Regions from separate parts of the Rattus norvegicus genome. Here region 1 is linked to region 2. A link is a contact called in public Hi-C data. All regions are on one chromosome and are shown on one strand. Each heading gives the region's core, a stretch centred on a gene start, on an enhancer-like site or on the middle of the called end of the contact. The rest is flanking DNA. Distances are from core to core; before and after follow the strand shown. Region 1 overlaps Vmp1 (vacuole membrane protein 1). Region 2 has its middle 8.3 kb from the start of Mir21.

The links. Hi-C and Micro-C count contacts between places; a contact is called where the count stands out from the background.
Region 1: a Hi-C map of liver shows a contact between it and region 2, with 11 times the contacts expected there. The contact joins two enhancer-like sites. A contact is called at or near these places in 5 of 12 Hi-C or Micro-C datasets (hepatocytes, kidney, liver and 1 more).

Annotation. Positions count from the first base shown.
Region 1 is chr10:71,951,539-71,957,215 of GRCr8, forward strand. It overlaps Vmp1 (vacuole membrane protein 1), which reads right to left. Exons shown (of 12, transcript NM_138839.2): 7 at 1,147-1,278. Among named protein-coding and RNA genes, the nearest start is that of Vmp1, 48 kb to the right of the region's middle. Within about 2 kb of position 3,518, at least 1 of the 93 cell types and tissues checked has an H3K27ac peak or open chromatin away from gene starts, as enhancers often do. A contact at or near this core is called in liver, where this site is marked.
Region 2 is chr10:71,891,820-71,896,977 of GRCr8, forward strand. No RefSeq gene overlaps it. Among named protein-coding and RNA genes, the nearest start is that of Mir21, 8.3 kb to the right of the region's middle. Within about 2 kb of position 1,427, at least 15 of the 93 cell types and tissues checked have an H3K27ac peak or open chromatin away from gene starts, as enhancers often do. A contact at or near this core is called in liver, where this site is marked.

The sequences.
Region 1 (5,677 bases), core at 2,268-4,767, 62 kb after region 2:
AAAATTCTCAATCCCAGACATACAGGGTTTGTTAGATACAACGGGAGAGGGAGGAAGCAAGAAGAATTCCCATTGCATGATGGCCACTGCCTTACTTCTTTTTTTTTTTTTTTTTTTATCTGTAATGTTTTCTAAGGTGGTCCTTAAGTTAATTACTGCTTGGAGGCATTTTCCTATGAACAACCATCCCATAACACTGAGATTGGCACACAGGTTATCTCAGGCTAAAAAGAAAAAAAAAAGCCTTAATCAATTACCACAAGTCTGGGATTTAGGCTTTTACTAATCTCGATAACTCTGCTCATTTTGATGATCCTCTCTAGAACATTCAAAGGTAAGAAAGACTAATCTGAATTGTTAAATCTCTATAAAGAAAGTAATACTATCACTTATGCTGACACAAGCTTTACTAGTTTTCCACTCTCACATATATTACAGAACATTACACGATGTTACATTCTCTCAGCCAACATCCTAGTCCTTAAGCGTTGTTTTCCCATGAGGATGAAGCCCCTCAAGGCTGTTCTCAAGGAGGAAACGGCCACAGAGACAGCCAGAGCTGGCTGAAGCACTGTACTCCTGCAATCCTTATGAGATCAAGGTCATCTTAGGCCACAAAACTATACTGTATCTCACGAAATAAACAAAACGCACCTAGTAACACACAAAAAGAACTTGTGTGTGTGTGTGCACATTCCCATGAAAGTGCGCGCACTAACACACACACACACACACACACACACACACACACACACACACACACACACACACACAACTCTTTTTTGAAGAAAAAAGAAAGGTGACATTTATCAGTTCCTAGGAAGAAAAAAGAAGCTTCTTCTTGCTACTAGTTTGTTTGAAAAAAACCCACTGAGAAAGAGTATGTTTAGGCTTTTCAACCTCCTCGAAGAACTAGGGACAGGACCCAGGGTCCCAAGAACGCTGTTCAAATGTTGACTGCATCAGGAACCTCTATCCCCAGTCCCTATCCATCATTTTTTCCTTCACTATTTCTGCATATCCTATCCCAAGTCACATTTGCCTTTGTTTTCATGTAGGCAGTTTTCTTTCTCGAAGAACTACTAACCCTCTACTTAATAACCGTGAGTCGGGGATTAGAGCTCCACCTCCCCATTTTGTTCTTACTTGTGCAGTCTCTGCGTGTTCCAGCATTTCTTCAAATTCCTGATACTCTTCATCATCTGGTTCAGCACCTGAGAGGCGAGCTGCCCTGGCCATGAAATATGGAGGCAGCTCCCCAATTGCTGTCCCAATGCCCTGTGTGAAAAAGAAAATACTCACTATGAAGTTCAGTCTTCAGCAGTGACACAATAGATCAGATTATATTTTCCCACGTCTCCAAAAGCATTTTGAGATGTAATGGATACATGTGCTGTGCGGTTCAGAGTCTGAATCCCAGCCCTGGTCTGACCGAGAGAAGATTATAAGTGACTGTGAGAGCCTCCTTGGCACGTATACAGGCTCCAGACAGCCTTTCTCCTCAGGCACTGGTGTTTTCCTTCATGCTCCCATCACCTTTATTCCTGTCATTTGGAAGCCACAGGCAGGAAGATCAGAAGTTTGAGTTCCTTTGATAGCTTGAGCTATAAAGTACAATCTCTCAAAAACTAAAAACAAAGCAAAACTCTCCACACAAGCACTGAAAGTCACCAGTATAACTCTAGGGCATTTCACGTTTTAATCTCAGAACAGTCTTTTTTCTCTTCCTTCCTTCTTTTCTTTTAAAAATAAAGTCTTAAAAATCACCATCAAGTTGCCCCCCAAAATCTCAGTTTATCAGGATGGGTGACTGTTTTTTTATTTTGTCTTTTTTTTTTTCCCGGAGCTGGGGACCGAACCCAGGGCCTTGCACTTGCTAGGCAAGCGCTCTACCACTGAGCTAAATCCCCCAAACCACAGGATGGGTGATTGTTATGATAAAATTTAAAAGTGTCTCATTTTCTCAGAGTGATTCATATTTCAGTCACTTTGTAGATTTGTTTTTGAAGAGAAGGGTTTGTTGTTGTTGATTTTCCTTAATCAGTCAGGACAAAAAGATAAAAACAAAGTTTAGAATCAGGAACTTGGTTTAGACTTAAGTGGCTTAAATACCAAGTAGGCCATAATATGATAGAGACAGTCTCAGGAGAAACCTTCCCTTTGACCCCCCCACCTCTCCTTGCACTGAATGGAAGGGTGTGTGAGTACACAAAGCAAACTCAACTCTTTCAGCTTGCTATCTCTAAAAGCCTTGAAACGATTCCTTGAAGACCCTGGAGAAATGGCTCAGAGGTTAAAAGTGCATACAGTTCTTGTAGAGGACCCAAGTTTAGTTCCCAGCAGCCACATGGGCAGCTCACAATCGCCCACAACTTGAGTTCCAGGGACCTGACACATTCTGGCCTCTGTGGCCTCTGTACTGACACGTTCACATATCCACACATAGACATACGATTAAATTATGATAAAGACTTTTAAAAAGGCAGAGAGCCAGGTGTGCTGATAACACTCCTCTAATCCCAGCAGAGGGCTGTGACTTTGAGGCCCGTCTGGTTTAAAAAGAATCCTTGAAGGACATTATCAAATCTAAACATTTTGGGTCTTCAGTATGTAGAACCAATAGTCTCCAAATATAAATGTATTTTCCACGTATGAAATAAGAACTCTGAAAAAGAACATGTTTAAGTACTCCAAAGTAAATCTGTGTTGTAGAAGAGAGAAGCAGAGAGGAAGAAGAAGCAAGGCCAGGAGTATAGACAGAAAAAGAAACAAAAAAAGTTAATGTTGGTCAACTCTGAAGGACAATAAACAAGTCATTAAATTTTAAAGTACAAAGGGTCAAATATTTACTCCTATTTTCATATATGAACTAAATCTCAGCAACCAAATTGGTGATGAGGAAATCTTTCTATGAGGTTCATGACTGCAAGCCCTGCTCCTGAGGAGCTTGAAAAGGGTACAGGAGTTTGAGGACAACCTGAACAGCAGAGAAGACACAGTCTCAGATGAGAAAGGGTATTTTAACTAATGATGAAAGAAAAATTATATACTTGGAACACTAATTACTATTCTACTTTATAAATACTAATAAATAATGGATTATCATAACTGGTGTTAATGTCACAAAGAAGACATTGTTTTACCTTGTGACAGAAATACACAAAGCCATTCCTGTTTAAAACAAACTACACCTGGCAAGGTGGAGCACATCTTTAAACCCCATACAGATAGGGGTTGGGAATTTAGCTCAGTAGTAAAGGCCCTGGGTTCAGTCCTCAGCTCTGGGGGGGCGGGGGGGGGGGAAGAAAAAAGAAAAAAAGAGTTTTCTTAAATCCCATGCAGAGGCAGGTGGATCTCTATGAGTTCCCAGACAGCCTGGTCTACAGAATGAGTTACAGATGGTCAGAGCTACATAACAAAACCCTGTCTCAATAAAAAACTAAAAAAACCCCAGGAAGCCTGCAAACTTCAAGTGTCTCAAGGAATCAACCCTCAGGAAACAGGGAACAGAGGAGCAGGCTCAACCCACACAAACCAGAGTTAAGCCAGCAAAATCAGACCAGGGAAAGAAACTATTTGACGAGCTCTTTTAATCAATGAGGTTTTCTTTGTTTTTGGTCTGTTTTGTTTTGTTTAAAAAAAAAGTTATAAAATGTGTGGAGTTTGCTCCAAGATAACAGAATCAGCCAAGACAGGTGAACATAAACATTAGTTGAAATTTGGTAAAAGTACATTAAGTTCAGTTGATTTCTTTCTACACTTCTGGAAAACTTTTAGATAAATCTAACCTCAGATTTATCTAAATCTGTGTTTTAGATAAATCACACCTCAGATAAATCTCATTAGCTACACATCTGCCAATGTGCAAAGCTTAACTTTTCCATGATTGAAAGAGAAAAGTTAATTACAACATTTTAGTTAAAATGTGAACTTCTGGAAGGTCAAATGTGAGGTCGAAGGTCGACAATTCTGAAAGCAATCATCCGATTCAAACTTGTGACAAATTCCCTCAAAGCTAGTAAGGACGTGAAAATAAATCAAGAGCCACGTCAGGTCTTAATCGATCACACTGATTTCTGTAGTTTAATTCTTCACATTTTTCATGAAAGGATGGAAATCATGTCAGTATTCAACTACTATACAAAAAAAAAAATTGAAATATACTCATCCAGGCAAGTTCTCAAAACATGCCACACTCTACATACAGAGTTCCTTATCCCAAATAAGGCCCCGAGGACTCGGGTCTCCATAGCTCTCAAAGGTCATTTTATAAGGCTAAGGCTTAGCTTATGTAGAGAAGGGCTCACTAGCCTAGCATGTCTGAAGCCCTAGGTTTGATCCCTACCATGGCATAAACTGGTATATGCCTAGTAAGAGACAGGAGGACCAGACATTCAAAGCCATCCTTGGACACATTGTGAGTGCCAGGCCAGTCTGGGACATTAGACCTTTCCTCACTAATAATAATAATGATGACTGTTTTCTAATTTCTTTCAAAAAGATTTATTACTTTTAATTTATGTAGGATTTGGGTTCTGGGGATCAAATTCAGACCAATGAGCTTGATGGCAAGTGAGCCATTTACTGGTCCCAAAAACTCTTTATAATTATTTATAAATAAAAACACAGGCTGGAGGGATAGCTTAGAGATTAAGAGAAATGAGGTTGTGAGTTCAAGTCCTAGCACCTACATGGCAGCTTACAATAGCAGGATCTGATGTCCTCTTCTGGTGCAAATGGACATGCAACAAAGCACACACGCACTAATAATAAATAAATCTTAAAAAATAAAAATGAGGGCTGGAGAGATGGCTCAGTGGTTAAGAGCACTGACTGCTCTTCCAGAGGTCCTGAGTTCAAATCCCAGCAACCACATAGTGGCTCACAACCATCTGTAATGAGACCTGGTGCCCTCTTCTGGTCTGTCTGAGGACAGCAGCAGTGTACTCATATATAAATAAATAAATCTTAAATTGTGTGTTTAAAAAAAAAAAAAGAGAGAAAGGATGGGCTTCAGATTAAAAAAAAATAAAATAAAAATAAAAAACCATATTAATCGAGACCTAATTAAAAGGAGAGAAGGGGGCCTGGAGAGATGACTCAGTGGTTAAGAACACTGACTGCTCTTCCAGTGGTCCTGAGTTCAATTCCCAGCAACCACATAGTGGCTCACAACCATCTGTAATGGGATCCGATGCCCTCTTCTGGTGTATCTGAAAACAGCTATGGGGTACTCATACATAAAATAAATAAATCTTTAAAAAAAAAAAAAAAGGAGAGAAGGGAGGTTTCAGGGGTTGGGGATTTAGCTCAGTGGTAGAGCTCTTGCCTAGCAAGTGCAAGGCCCTGGGTTCGGTCCCCAGCTCCAAAAAAAAAAAAAAAAAAAGAAAGAAAAAAAAAAAGAGAGAGAGAGAAGGGAGGTTTCTTCTACTGTAAGAGAAAGACAAATGCTCCCCCAGTATTAAAAATAACAAAGCAAAAAAGAAAGACTAGCAATCCTTTTAACTATTACCAGAAGAATTTAATGTACACAAAAAATGAGAACCAAGTGAGAAGCACAGTATCTCCTTGGTCTGATAATTTTATTCAAAGGTCCAGGGAAGGGGAAATATTTAAAATAACATTCTGCCAAGTAGATTCACAAGCAGCATATAGTCAAGAAATGTTAGGTTAGGGC
Region 2 (5,158 bases), core at 177-2,676:
TTCAAAAATAATTTGCTTTTTGTTTTGTTTTTCAGACAGGGGCCTACTAAGTAGCCATGGCTGGCCTCAAAAAATTACCAACATCCACCTGCCTCTGCTTCCCGAGTGCTGGGACCTAAAGTGTGTACCACTCTGCCTGGTTTTGAATTAGGCTTTAACCTAATGGCAAATTCTATGACTAGGTTATAAGAATAGTTTTAAAAAAAAGAGCCTCAGGAGAGTGAGGACAGGAACATGGAGAAGGAAGAGGACACCTGGGCTCTACAGTCAAGACTCTAAACAAGTCTAAAACAGAGCGAGGGGGCTGGAGAGATGGCTCAGCAGAGGCTGCTCCTCCACAGGTCCTGAAGTGAAATCCCAGCAACCACCAGGTGGCTCACAACCATCTGTAATGAGACCCGATCACCTCTTCTGGTGTGTCTGAGGACAGCTACGGTGTACTCACATACATAAAATAAATGTTAAAACAAAATAAAACAGAAACCAAGAAATGGCTTTAAAATATTTTAAAGATTCAGATGACGTATCCACTTAGCGTGTATGCTGCTGTGTCACAGTTTCTCTCCTCCAGTGAAGTCATCGTAGCTGATGTTTCTATGGCTTCTTGTTCTACTTGGATTTAAGTATTGAAGTGGTACACAAAAATTCAAAGATTCTGTATCCATGTCGTCCAAAAACAGGACCATCGGCCATAGGTGGTTAGTGCTATGAACGTAGAATGCACAGCAGACTTTCAAGACAATATGGCAATGGTAATGTAGCTCAGTGGCTAGTGTCTACAAGGCCCAGGACTTGATCCCCAGTGGTACAAGGCAAAAGGACTACATGAATAAAATGTAGCCCTGGCTGTCCTAGAACCACTCTGTAGACCAAGCTGGCCTCAAACTCAGAGATCTGCCTCTGCTTCCCAAGTGCTGGAATTAAAGGTCGATTATTAATCATTTAATTATTGTGACTATATAGATAGTAGGCTAGTAATATTAACTTTGTCTATTTCTCCTTAAAATTTAAATTAGACATACGCTTCTGAATTAGATTTTACACGAGATACGTGGGAAATAGTTGTTCTAGAGCAAAGTCCTGGGAATTGTTACGTGTGAACAAACCTTCGTTACTAGGTGAGAGGTTACGGGCTGTGGTGGCGCACTCTTTAACCACAGCACTCGGGAGGCAGAGGCAAGCCACCCACATCTACAGAAAAGCTCCAGATAGCCAGCCCACAGAGAAACCCTGTTTCAAAAAAAATTAAAAATTAAAAAAAGGCATAAGACAATATATGGAAATTTCATTTTGGGGGGAAAAAGGCCATTACTTCGACTGGACTTAGGAGATCCGTATGAAAGGGCAGAATGTGAGCTGTACCCAGCTGAAACCCACAGCGCACCTGTGAGGAAAGGCAGCGTGCTGAGAGGGTATTACAGAAATGAGTCTAACCCGGCCCCTGCCAGGAAGAGGTTCACCACTTGGTACACTCTGTGCTGCCAAGCTTGTGCCTGGCCCACAAGAGACGCCACGTTTACTAAACAGATGGACTTAGGTCACTAGCATCAGAAGAAAGGTACAGTTGTCAAGTGACTGGGACACGGTGGAACCTGTTACGGTCCTCAGGACTGGCAGCAAGTGCCTCTACTGCCGAGCTCTCTCCAGCCTCATGAAGAACTAAAGAGCATTCTCAGTTGGGGCTGCACGTCACTAGTCCAGCACTCGGGAAGTGAAGGCAGGGCGATCAGAAGTTCAAGACCAGCCTCAGCTACAGAGCAAGATCAGGTTCAGCCTGTGCTACGTGAATTCCTATACTTAATAACAAATCAGAACAAAACAAAACCCCGTGGCTGAAATGTGGATAAAATGGTGGAGCGCGTGCCTTCCATGCTTGAAAACCTAGGTTCAATACCCAAACAGCACATAAAGCGGGCACAGGAGTTTACACCTGCGTCCCAGCACTCTGGAGGCAGATGCAGGAGGATCAGAAGTTCAGGGTCATCTTGGCTACATAGAGAATTCCAGGCCAGGCTGGGACATGAGATCATATCTGAAAACCCAAACAGAGTAGTAATGCATTTCAGCAGGTAAGGTCATGCTGCCAAGCCTTAACACCCGAGTTCCGTCCCCTCAACCTACATGGTGGAAGAAAAGAAATGAACCCTGTGAACTGTCCCTTGACCTCCACGCATAAGTAAGTAATTTAAGAACTGGAGGGCTGGAGAGAAAGGTCAGCGGCTGAAAGCACTGGCCCTTCCCAGGGGCCCTCGTCACATTCTTAAGCATTTACACAGCAGCTCAGTCATCTGTAACTCTAGTCCCAGGGCATCTGAGACGCTGGCCTCTGAGGGCTCAGACAACAGGCAGGCAAAACACTCATATGTAATTTTTAAAAATTAAAAAAAAAAATTCAGGGGTTGGGGATTTGGCTCAGTGGTAGAGAGTGCTTGCCTAGGAAGCGCAAGGCCCTGGGTTTGGTCCCCAGCTCCAAAAAAAAAAAAAAAAAAAAGAAAGAAAGAAAGAAAAGAAAAGAAAAAAAATTCAAACAAAAATTAATGATGTTTCTGGAGCCATTTTATGCATATATGCACACATGTATGCATGTACCCATACACACATATGCAATTGACATATGTACACACACACATATATGCAATTGAAGACCTGTTTAAAACCATGAGAAGTTCAGCCAGGAGTGGCAGCACACACCTTTAACCCCAGCACTCTGAAAGTAGAGAAAAGCACATCTGAGTTTGTGGCCAGCCTTCTCTACACAGGGAGCCCCAGGCAAGCCAAGGTACATACTGATGCCATCTCAAAAGTAATAATAAAAAGACAAGACAGACACAAGGAAGGAACACTCCTGAAGACGACGAGACAGGTCACACAGAGCCTGCCCCTTCCTTTGCTCAGGTCCCCAAGAGCAAGAAACTGGGAGTCAGGAGTGTGTGTGTTGGGAACCGAACCCAGAACGTCATGCATAGTTTGCAAGCATTCACCACCTAGTAACACTCCCAGTCCTATCCGAACACTGACATTGGGTTTCATGAGCCCATTACTGTTATACCTTTTACTCTCTCACACACGCATGCAAACAGAAAGCCCCCAAGGCCTCAAATTCCAGAAAAATATAATACAAGGACTGAGGAGAAGTCGAAGGTGCAGACTTGCTTAGCCTGTGCCAGGTCCTCCTGGGTTTGTTTCTCAGGTGTGTGTGTGTGTGTGTGTGTGTGTGTGTGTGTGTGTGTGTGTGTGTGTGTGTACATGCGTATGTGCAGGCTAGAGATCAATACTGGATACTTTTAGACATCTATTTTTTTTTTAATTTCATTTATTTACTTATGCGGCTGTTTGTGTGTGGAAGCCAGAGAGTTGGTTCTTTCCGTCCTGCATGTAGGGTAGGCTCTGGGGATTGAACCCAGGTCATCAGGCTTGTACAGCAAATGCCTTTCCTCACTGAGCCCTTCTCCCTCCCCTTGGACTTTTGTTTGGAGACAAAGGGGCACCATTACCCCCAGCTTTGTTTTGTTTTGTTTTTTGTTTTTTTTTTTAAGGCAGAGTGTTGGCTGCAGAGGTGGCTCGGCAGTTAAGAGCACTGGCTGCCCTTCCAGTGGACTGGAGTTGAAGTCCCAGCAACCACACGGAGGCTCAGTCTTCTATAGCCCCAGTGCCAGGGGATCTAATGCCGTCTTCTGGCCTCCTTGGCATCAGGCACACACATGGTGCAATGACACAGGTGGGGACAAACATAAAGCGCTTTTATCAACTGAGCCCTCTGGGATCACAAGTGTTTGTTACCCTGTCTAGTTTATGTGCTGTTAGGGAAACCAGGGCTTCCTGCTTGTTAGGCAAACACTCTTTAACAATTGAGCTCTATCCCTACCCCGTCCCCTTGTTTGTTCTTGAGACGAAGTCCTACTGTGTAGCTCTGAACTGCTATGTAAACCAGGCTGGCTTCAAACTCACAATGATCCACCTACTTCTGCCCCTTGTGCTGGAATCAGAGACGTGTGTGTACCACCGCCATGCCTGACATCTTCTGCTCTATTGCCCAGACTGGCCTTGAACTCCTAGCTCAAGACAGGCCCTTTTCTGTCTCAGCTTCTCAAGGGACCGAGACTTCAGACACTCAAGGCTGTGGCTAAGGGAAATAATTTACTTAAGGATGTTAACACCCACATGGAAACAGTCTAAAGAATGGGGACTGAAGTCTAGTGAGTCAGGCGCTGTAACAAAAGGTAGAAGGAGTTAATAGGGAAATTTTTTATTTCCTTCTGCAGGGACTAGGAAATCCCTCCCCTTGGCTCCCACACACACACAAGGTCTCATGCATTCCAGGGTCGTCCTTGACTTCCTATGCAGCTAAAGACAACCTTGAACTTATTTACCCAGGTGAGGGGTGTTGAGGCACCTGATAAGTGCACAGACACATGTGGAGACCAGAAGAGTATATGGGATCCCCTGGAACTGGGATGCTGTCACCCCAAATCTGGGTGCTCTGAAAGAGCAGCAAGTAACTGCTGAGCCACCCCTCCCTAGTTGTGGCCTGGAGTCTGTGATCATCTCCTCTGTTGGGATCATTGGCTCGCACCACCATGCCCTGCTTATGCAGTGCAGGGCAACAGGCCCAGGGCTTCATGTCAGGCAAGCTCTCTGCCACGTAAGCTACATCCCCTCTATGGGTTCTTTGTACAAGTGTTTTGCTTGCGTGTATGTACTATGTGCGCCACGTAAGTGCCCAGTGTCCGCAGAAGCCTGAGGGCATTGGGTCCTTTGGAAGAACAGCAGGTACTCTTAGCATCAGAGCCGTCTCATCATCTCTTTGAAGCACTCAAACGCAGAGAATTGAATTGATTGCTACACTTTTTATTTTATTTTATTCTATGTATATGAGTTACACTGTAGCTGTCTTCACATACACCAGAACAGGTCATTGGATTCCATTACAGATGGTTGTGAGCCACCATGAGGTTGCTGGGATTTGAACTCAGGACCTCTGAAAGAGCAGTCAGTGCTCTTAACCGCTGAGCCATCTCTCCAGCCCTGACTGCTACACTCTTAAGGGGCCCGACAGCATTCCTCTTCCTGAAACTCCTGTTTATATCTTTATAGGATGGGCATCTGATTATGTCAGATTTCATGGGAACCCTAGAACAGTGACATCCCAATCCATCCT